Linked DNA regions of Mus musculus: region 2 is linked to region 1. The links are chromatin contacts, called in public HiChIP or PLAC-seq maps. All regions are on one chromosome and are shown on one strand. The core of a region is the stretch at or near the end of the contact, and the rest is flanking DNA. Distances in the headings are between cores, read along the strand shown.

Evidence for each region. HiChIP or PLAC-seq counts read pairs in DNA pulled down with a chosen protein or histone mark.
Region 2: an H3K27ac HiChIP or PLAC-seq map of microglia shows a contact between it and region 1, with 5 times the contacts expected there. The contact joins two enhancer-like sites. A contact is called at or near these places in 3 of 115 datasets of contacts at active chromatin or transcription factors (microglia, pancreatic cancer cells and stem cell-derived neural progenitor cells).

What each region holds. Positions count from the first base shown.
Region 1 is chr2:58,479,088-58,483,265 of GRCm38.p6, reverse strand. Acvr1 (activin A receptor, type 1) reads left to right here. Exons shown (of 12, transcript NM_007394.3): 5 at 3,338-3,601. Among named protein-coding and RNA genes, the nearest start is that of Acvr1, 86 kb to the left of the region's middle. Within about 2 kb of position 2,320, at least 53 of the 459 cell types and tissues checked have an H3K27ac peak or open chromatin away from gene starts, as enhancers often do. A contact at or near this core is called in microglia, where this site is marked.
Region 2 is chr2:59,400,283-59,404,247 of GRCm38.p6, reverse strand. It overlaps Gm46743 (a long non-coding RNA gene), which reads left to right. Exons shown (of 3, transcript XR_001783312.1): 3 at 2,716-3,510. Among named protein-coding and RNA genes, the nearest start is that of 5330411J11Rik, 16 kb to the right of the region's middle. Within about 2 kb of position 2,192, at least 46 of the 459 cell types and tissues checked have an H3K27ac peak or open chromatin away from gene starts, as enhancers often do. A contact at or near this core is called in microglia, where this site is marked.

The DNA.
Region 1 (4,178 bases), core at 1,071-3,570:
TTAGGGAGACTCTGCAGGAGTAAATGCTGATTAGGGTTAAAGCTGCTTCACACCTCTGTACACTGCACAAGTGGGTTTAGTGAGTTGAATTTCACTACATGTTAAAGTTACTTGAGGCTTCTTGCTTCAGGTGAAATTCTTTAGGTTATAGCCCAGACATCTGTCACACACTCTCTATTTTATCCTGTCAAAAACAAGAGACCTTGAGAAAGCAGTGTTTTTTCCTATGTCTATGGATATAGAGTTTAATTTAGGCTGCAACTTTGAAACTAGCTCTCACTAAGAACTTATAATTAGACTACAAAGTGTGCCTTGGACCATACAGTTATTTATGTGTATTGCTTTACTTCTTTGTTTATTGTGATGCTGTGGATGAGTGGTTCTCACTCAGTGGGCCATGACCCCTTCACAAGGGTTGTACAAGGCCATTGAAAAACATAGATATTTACCTTACGATTCAAAACAGGAGCAAAATTATAGTTATGACGTGGCAATGTCCTAGTTAGGGTTTTACTGCTGTGAACAGACACCATGACCACAACAACTCTTATAAAGGAAAACTTTTAATTGGGGCTGGCTTTTAGGTTAAGAGGTTTAGACAGCAGAAAGTAATTGAGACACTAGGCCTTGCTTAAGCTTCAAAGCCAAACCCCTAGTGACATGTTCCTCCAACAAAGCCACTTCTACTTCAATAAGGCCACACCTCCTAATAGTGCCACTCCCTATGGGCCTATGGGGGCCATTTTTATTCAAATCACCACAAGCAACAAAAATAATGTTATGGTTGGGAGTCACCAGAACATGAGGAACTATATTAAAGGGTTGCAGCCTTAGGAACGTTGACAAGTACTGCTGTAGGTAAATCTAGGGCACCTCCGGCATGCGTCATGTGCTCCTCTGTGAACCGTACCATCCATTCTATAGGCCCAGTGATGAGTGAGATTGTTACAGTTTGTTGTTATTTATAGTAGTCCTTATATACAATATGGTGACTAACTGTATTTGATTATCTATTATCATTCTGTGAAATAAGTCACTCTTTATCTTATTTTCATTTATCTCTTCCTCACAACACTAACTCTTCGTTCCCCAGCCCAGCATCAGCCAGATATACTTTTCAGTATATTAGGTATGTTTTTGGAAACGTGTGATTAAAAACCATTTACAGTGAAAGTGTTTGTGTTTTAAATTTGCACCAGTTGCCTTATTTCAGTCTTTAAAATACAGTCATCACATTCTTTTTCAGGTCACACACAAATCAATGTGATGCCTTTAACTTCCTCCACAACTCCCCTCCCCTATCCAGTTCCTTCAAAGAATGGTCACATGTTGGGCAGCATGGTTGACAGGTCTTGGCCCAGCTTCATCCCGTTCAAGAGTGGCAAGCATGTGTAGCTCCCTAGAAATATTACCTTTCAACTCTCTTTTGATAAGTGTAAACTTCTTGCTAGATTGTGTCAAATAAAGATGATCTCTTTGCTCATTAAAGGTTTTTCACTCATTAAACATGTCGGAAAGCTCTGGATTCTGAGGGTTAGGCTGGTGACGTACTTAGCACCGGCAGTGGCTATTTTAGATTTTCTGCTTTCAGGCATGTCTTTGCTCTGGGATGAGCCCCTTGTGGTTTTCAAAAGAACTCACAAGTCAATTATAAACAGAAGGACGTGTCTGTGTGCCTGCGTGTACTTACGCTGTGGGATGTAGCACCCACACGACAGCGGGCAGGGAACTATATTTCCACTTCTTTGAAGAGGGAAGAAGAAAGATTAGCAACAGTTTTCTTTTCTTTTTGAGATAACCCACATCTCTGTACACACCCACATAAATCTGTGTAAGTGAACTTGACATTTTTACTTTAAGGTCTTCTCTTAAAAGCACCACTACCTGATTTCCTTCTCTCCTCTTTCTTTCTCGCTTCCCCTTCCCCTTCCCCTTCCCCTTCCCCTTCCCCTTCCCCTTCCCCTTCCCCTTCCCCTTCCCCTTCCCCTTCCCCTTCCCTTCTTTTCTTTCTTTTTCTCTATCTGTGTCTTTGTGTCTCTATCTTTGTCTCTGTTTGTCTCTCTGTCTCTGTCTCTGTCCTGGCTGTCTGTCTGTCTCTCTCAAAAGACAATTATCTCACTCTCTGTGCCACAGACCTTGGACAAGCTCTGGGGGCTGAATTTCCTTGAGTAGGGCTTTGCTGACCGTGGCCTTGGCTAAGGAACAGCCTTAAGGACTGGCCTCTGTGCACACTCTGTCTTCCCTTCCCTTCCCTGCTGACTAAAAGTGTTGGAAGTAGCAAGTCTGAACCAGTCATCCCGATGAGGGAGGAGGGACGAGATGTGAAAGCGGAACTGCAAATGAGTGTTTTCAGAAGGCAGTTGGGAGGGCGAGGGGGTGATGGTGCAGCCTCTGCTGTGACTCAGCTTCTTGACATCGCCAGGGACTACCTGGTCCCTGGTGCTACCTGCTACCTAATTGTTACATACAGCTTTCTTCCCTTTGTTTGGGCCCTTGGACTGAGTGTTTAAAGCCAGTTTCCCCCCATGTTCTTTACCAGTTGACAATTCCTCTTTTTTTTTTTTTTTTTTTTCTTTTGTTTTTCAAGACAGGGTTTCTCTGTGTAACCTTAGCTGTCCTGGAACTCACTCTGTAGACCAGGCTGGCCTCGAACTCACAGAGATCCGCTGCCTCTGCGTCCCGAGTTCTGGGATTGAAGGCGTGCATCACCTCTCCTGGTTATCAGTAGATGATTCTTAAGAGCTATTTGTTAGAATTTTAACCAGTGCACAAACACAAGTGTTCTCATCACAGGTGGTGGTCTAGTGTCTAGCTGAACATGACAGTAACTCTGGTTTGTAGCTACAAACTCTCGTACAAGTGTGTTCTGAAGCAGTTAAGTTCTGAAACATCATTTGCTTACAAGTACAGAGCTAGCAGGAACTGGTGCTAACTGTTGCCAAGTATTTATTTAGGAGCCCCCCCCCCCCTACACTTTTTGTATAAAATAACTTTGCCAGGCATTATGTTGCCATCAAATATTTAGTTTAGATTCAGGAATTATGGATATGGGAGAGGGACTCCATGTCAGGAGTCTGGGCATCACAATGCCACTCTCTGTGCTAGCATAATCCTCGGGAGGATGGATGGATGCACAACGTAAGGCAGATACATTCATAGACTGAGATGGAGCTATTGTTTGAGTGACAATCTGGAGTGTAGACGCTGGTCAGAGTCGATGGTTCTGTGATTGGGTTTGGGGTGATCTTAGGGAAACCTGTTTGGATTTTTTTTTAACTCTGAAAGGGGCGAAGCTCATAGAACTGAATTGTTTCTCCTCCTCACCTCTCCTTTGCAGATGAGAAGCCCAAGGTCAACCAGAAACTTTACATGTGTGTGTGTGAGGGCCTCTCCTGCGGGAACGAGGACCACTGTGAAGGCCAGCAGTGTTTTTCTTCTCTGAGCATCAACGATGGCTTCCACGTCTACCAGAAGGGCTGCTTTCAGGTTTATGAGCAGGGGAAGATGACGTGTAAGACCCCGCCGTCACCTGGCCAGGCTGTGGAGTGCTGCCAAGGGGACTGGTGTAACAGGAACATCACGGCCCAGCTGCCCACTAAAGGTTCCCATGGCTCCTTCTATTACTAGATCAAGGGGTTTTGTGAGGGTTGCCCCAAGTCTGTGTGGGTTAAGGATCTGCGTAGCCAGAAGCATTCTTCCGACTTGCTGAGCCAGAGCTGCTGGGCCATGGAAGGTCACTCTGGGTGAGGAAGACAAAGGCATGGCCTTTGGGATTGAAAAGGAGAGTGATGTTTTGGGGAAAGTGAGTGATGTGACATGCATCCAGAGGAAGGGTGAAGGGGACGGATTCGCTGACTGCAGGTCATCACAAATGGGTGTATGGGGCATGTGTGTTTCGAGAGAAGTAGGAACACTAGCTTGGTGTCTGTGTGAAGTGCCTTTCCCTTGTTAAGAAGAAGATGAAGGAAGCCTTGCCCACCCTTCCAAATCAGATCCCTAGCCTTCTGAAACAGAAGTCAGATGAGGGTGTGTATGAGCCCTGAAGTTATGCCATTTCCCCTCATGTATTTCTTATGGATTCTGAACCCTTTGGAAGTCGGTCTTCCTCTGAAACTCTTTTTCTCATATGGTGAACTCTCATTGTCTTATCTCACATTACTGTCAATATTAATATAGGC
Region 2 (3,965 bases), core at 943-3,442, 920 kb before region 1:
TATCCTCCTGTCAGGAGGCCTAGCGTCCTCAATAAATCCAGACTCATCTGCCTTGCCAGGGCTCCAGAGGGGAGTATCTTGATTTATTTCCCAATTGGCACATAGTCTCTTTACTGTACCTTCGGGAGTGTTCAACTACTTAATGGCTTGAGCGGTCAATTTTCGTATTGCCTATATTGAGCAACCCGGGATGTAAATATCCTTGCCCACGACTGTGAGGTCAGGAATTGGGTTTTCTTTCTTCTTGCCTTTGCTGTTCATTTCTTTTCCCCTAACTAACCGGTTTCATTAGGAACCTAGGTGTGTTCGATTGACAGCCAGCTTACTACCCATCACCTCTTGAGTCTTTGGCCTTAATCTGAGCTAGCCTTGCTATTGCAGCTGAGAGGATACAATGGAAGCAACCGTGCACACAAGTTTCAAGGCTGGGCTTCAAGTGGCCTTACGTTCTTCCCTCTGCTCAAGGAGCCTGCCAGGTTTGAATTCTAGTGAATCAGCCCAGTCTTGGCTAAGGAGAGGCATGGGGCCTCTCCCTCCTCAACCCTTCCCCATCTCTAGAGCCTACAAGCCCTGAGCTCAGCATAGACCAGAAGAACCACCCAGCGGAGCTTGGCTTAAACAGTTGAATGATGGAGTGAATGGTGCACTATATAAATTGCTGTCTCAAGTTTGGTTTTCTGTGCAGTATTATCAGAGTAATAGAGAAATAGAGAAACAGTTTTGTCTCATAAGGAAGCTTGTGTCCACTGCCAAGGAGAGCAGTCTGACTACTATGCACTCGTACTGGCAAGTAACACGGAGAACTTCTTTTCATTGAACATCACCTGTATACCTGTCATGAGGATAGGCATTTATTTTATTTATATCACCTCACTTAAACTTTGCTGCAAGCCCCTGAACCTGACACTAGTATCATCCACTTTATAGATGGGGTTGCTAATGATGCTGCCTCCAACTAAGTCTCTGGCTTCTGCCAGCTCTGATGCCTACCTTTTAACTCATAACATAATTGAAGAATTAGAGGGAGGGTCATCTAGCCTTTAGGGGTAGCAGAGAAATCTTTCCTAGGGCATGGCCAGTTGGAGGGACCAGAGTCCCAAGTTCGCAGGACACCAAGTCACTGTGGCATGAGGGATTGTGCTCAGGAGTTGAAGGATACATGCTGGTGACAGACTAGAATACTCATGGCTCACTTTGGGATGGAGGCTAAAGAAGGCAGACCAGAACTTGGGAGAGGGGGCAGGGGTGCATAGGACAGAACAAATTTTGTTTACTTTGTGTAAGCAGAAATCTGATGGAGAATTTCTGCGTTCCATGGATTAAAAGAAAACAAAAGATACTTTTAATAGGAAATCAATTTCTCGTGTTGCCTTTTTTGTACCATTCTTGTAATGTGTTTGCTTATTTAACATTTATATTGCATTTGAATGTCTGTCCATGTATACACCCACTTGTGTTTGTATGTGTGCGCGCACGTATGTGTGTGCGTGTGCGTGTGTCTATGTTCAGAAGACTCCCAACTCAAGAGTCTGCATCTCTGGGCTTGTCCAGCTTTCTTCTGAGGACTCAGCTGGGTGAGGGAGTGGGGCATACTGTGATACCCATAGTGTTGGGTGACTCCCCATCTCCACTAACTAGAGTCCTTCTCTGTAAATGTCCACATGGGGGACATTGCTCCAACAACATTCGACTCTCTACATTTGCAGAACTCAGCTTAGTCTGCGAACTCCCTGCAAGAAGCAACCAGGGCTGCCCGTGTTTATTGTTTCTCACTGGAAGGGAGGTCAGAGGCAATAAAATCAGTGGCTGTGGGCACAACCGTGCCTGGGCTCTGCGGTGTCTCTGTGAGTTAAGTCACAGAACACAGACACCACTGCTGTCCCAGTTTCGTGCATGAGCAAGCAGACAAGAGGGGGCAGCTGTAGTCAAGGCCTCACAGCTGGGACGGAGCTGAGTGTGGGTTTGAACTGGATCATTTGGTTCTGGAGCCCATGATCTTAAACTCTGCTCCAATAATCTGGAAATTAAACCAGGGAGGACAATGACCTGGGGGCAGGAGGGGAAGAGGAATGGCTGGGTTGTTGTTCAGAGACCTTCATCGTACACTTTACACATTTCCGTAGTGTTTGGAGGGAACACATAACAGAGACAGTACTGCCGTGACACTCCTGTTCCTTCCTGTGGGCTCCACCCAAGGACGGGCTATGCTAAGTGCCTGCTGCTGGCCTCTGCTCTGCCTGATTTTCCCATGTCAGCTTCCCCTTATCTGATCTTCCAGGCTGCTCCAGATGCCCAGAGCTCCCATGCTGGGCTTGGACTGACTACAGAGACTGGCCACTGCCTGGACCTGCTGCTTTGGCCAAGATATGTGGTTTTCTGATGTTCCTGCCTCTCAAATCTACACTGTGGCCACATCTGATCTCTCAAGCCCTCCTGGTCAAACTGTAAAAGTGAACTCAAGTTAGAGAATAAACAGCTGGCACTGTTTCTCCCTTGCAGGTTATAGCTGGTGTTTATAGCTAGAGTGGCGGGCAGACATGGAGGCTGCGGGCACATTTCAGACTATAAAATCTCAGCGTCCTCAGTGTCAAAAAAGAGTCACTAAAACCGAAGAACTAGTTGCAGGGACACATTGATTTTGTTTCCTGGCAAAGCTGGTCAGACCAGTGATGTCAACCATAAAATTCCTTGCTGTCCTTTATCTCTTTCCTCTAGGAAGAACTGTCCACTCCTCTCACCGTGTGTAGAAAAGACGGGCTGTGATGACCATGGAGGCAGTCAAAGAGCATCTTTCAGACGATCTCCCTGGGACAAATGCTTCGTTTTTACAGTGTCATCCCATGCCTTATTTTCTGTGGTAGCGTCATCCTGTGCCTTATTTTCTGTGGTGATCTTTTGCCCCCACACTGAACTGTCCCCCAAATAAGAGCGAGTGGTCATTTCCTCCTCTGACTACTGAAGCACACAGCAGACAAATCTCTATTGTATAGTTCTGGGAGTGGGGACATGTTGCTCTTTTCTTCTCAGTCAATCCACTCTCAGGCTACTTCCTCTCTTGACTTGCACAGCAGCCTGTAATGGCTGAAGAGGAAGTGAGGGGTCAGGGACTAATTTTGATCCTCATCCTGTATTTAGGATTCTAGTTCCCCTCACCTCCCTAGAGGTCTTGATCTGGAAAACAAGTTGTTTTTCATGGAACAAAGGCTTCTGGGAAGCAGGAAGGGCATCCCAGTAGAGCCCTGGGTGGGGAAGTGAGCCACCAGTGAGCTACTAGCAGCCCCGTGGGTGATTTTGGTTAGGGAGGACAAAGGATAGAGATCCTGGAAGGCTGGTAGAGAAGGTTAGGCCACACCCACTCCTGTCAGGATGGGGCTCCAGGCAATATGACAAGCCTTTGGTCAGTACAGCTCATGTAAGAATACTACATTTTGTTGGACCATGTCACCTGCAAAATGGAGACAGTAATACACTCCTCTTGTAATCTATCTATCTATCTATCTATCTATCTATCTATCTATCTATCTATCTATCTATCTATCTATCTAATATAATATATATCAATATATACGTATATATGTGTGTATATATGTATATATATATATATGAGATAAAGGTTTACAAGTTACCAGAGTCAATAAAGTGCAAAGAATTATTGTTTCTCTCAGCCCTGCTGGGCATGCTCCATTAGGACAGAATGTCCCCCCACCCCTTGTTGTTTTGTTTTGTTTTGTTTTTTTGAGACAGGGTTTCTCTGTATAGCCCTGGCTGTCCTGGAACTCACTTTGTAGACCAGGCTGGCCTCAAACTCAGAAATCTGCCTGCCTCTGCTTCCCGAGTGCTGGGGCCCACCCATTTCTAAAATGCAGTGAGAGACCAGCCCCCTCCCTTGCAGAGTCTGAGCCCTGAGCTAGTTCTCTCAATATTTCCAAAGTGGCCACTCTGACAGGACATCGTTAGACGCCTAG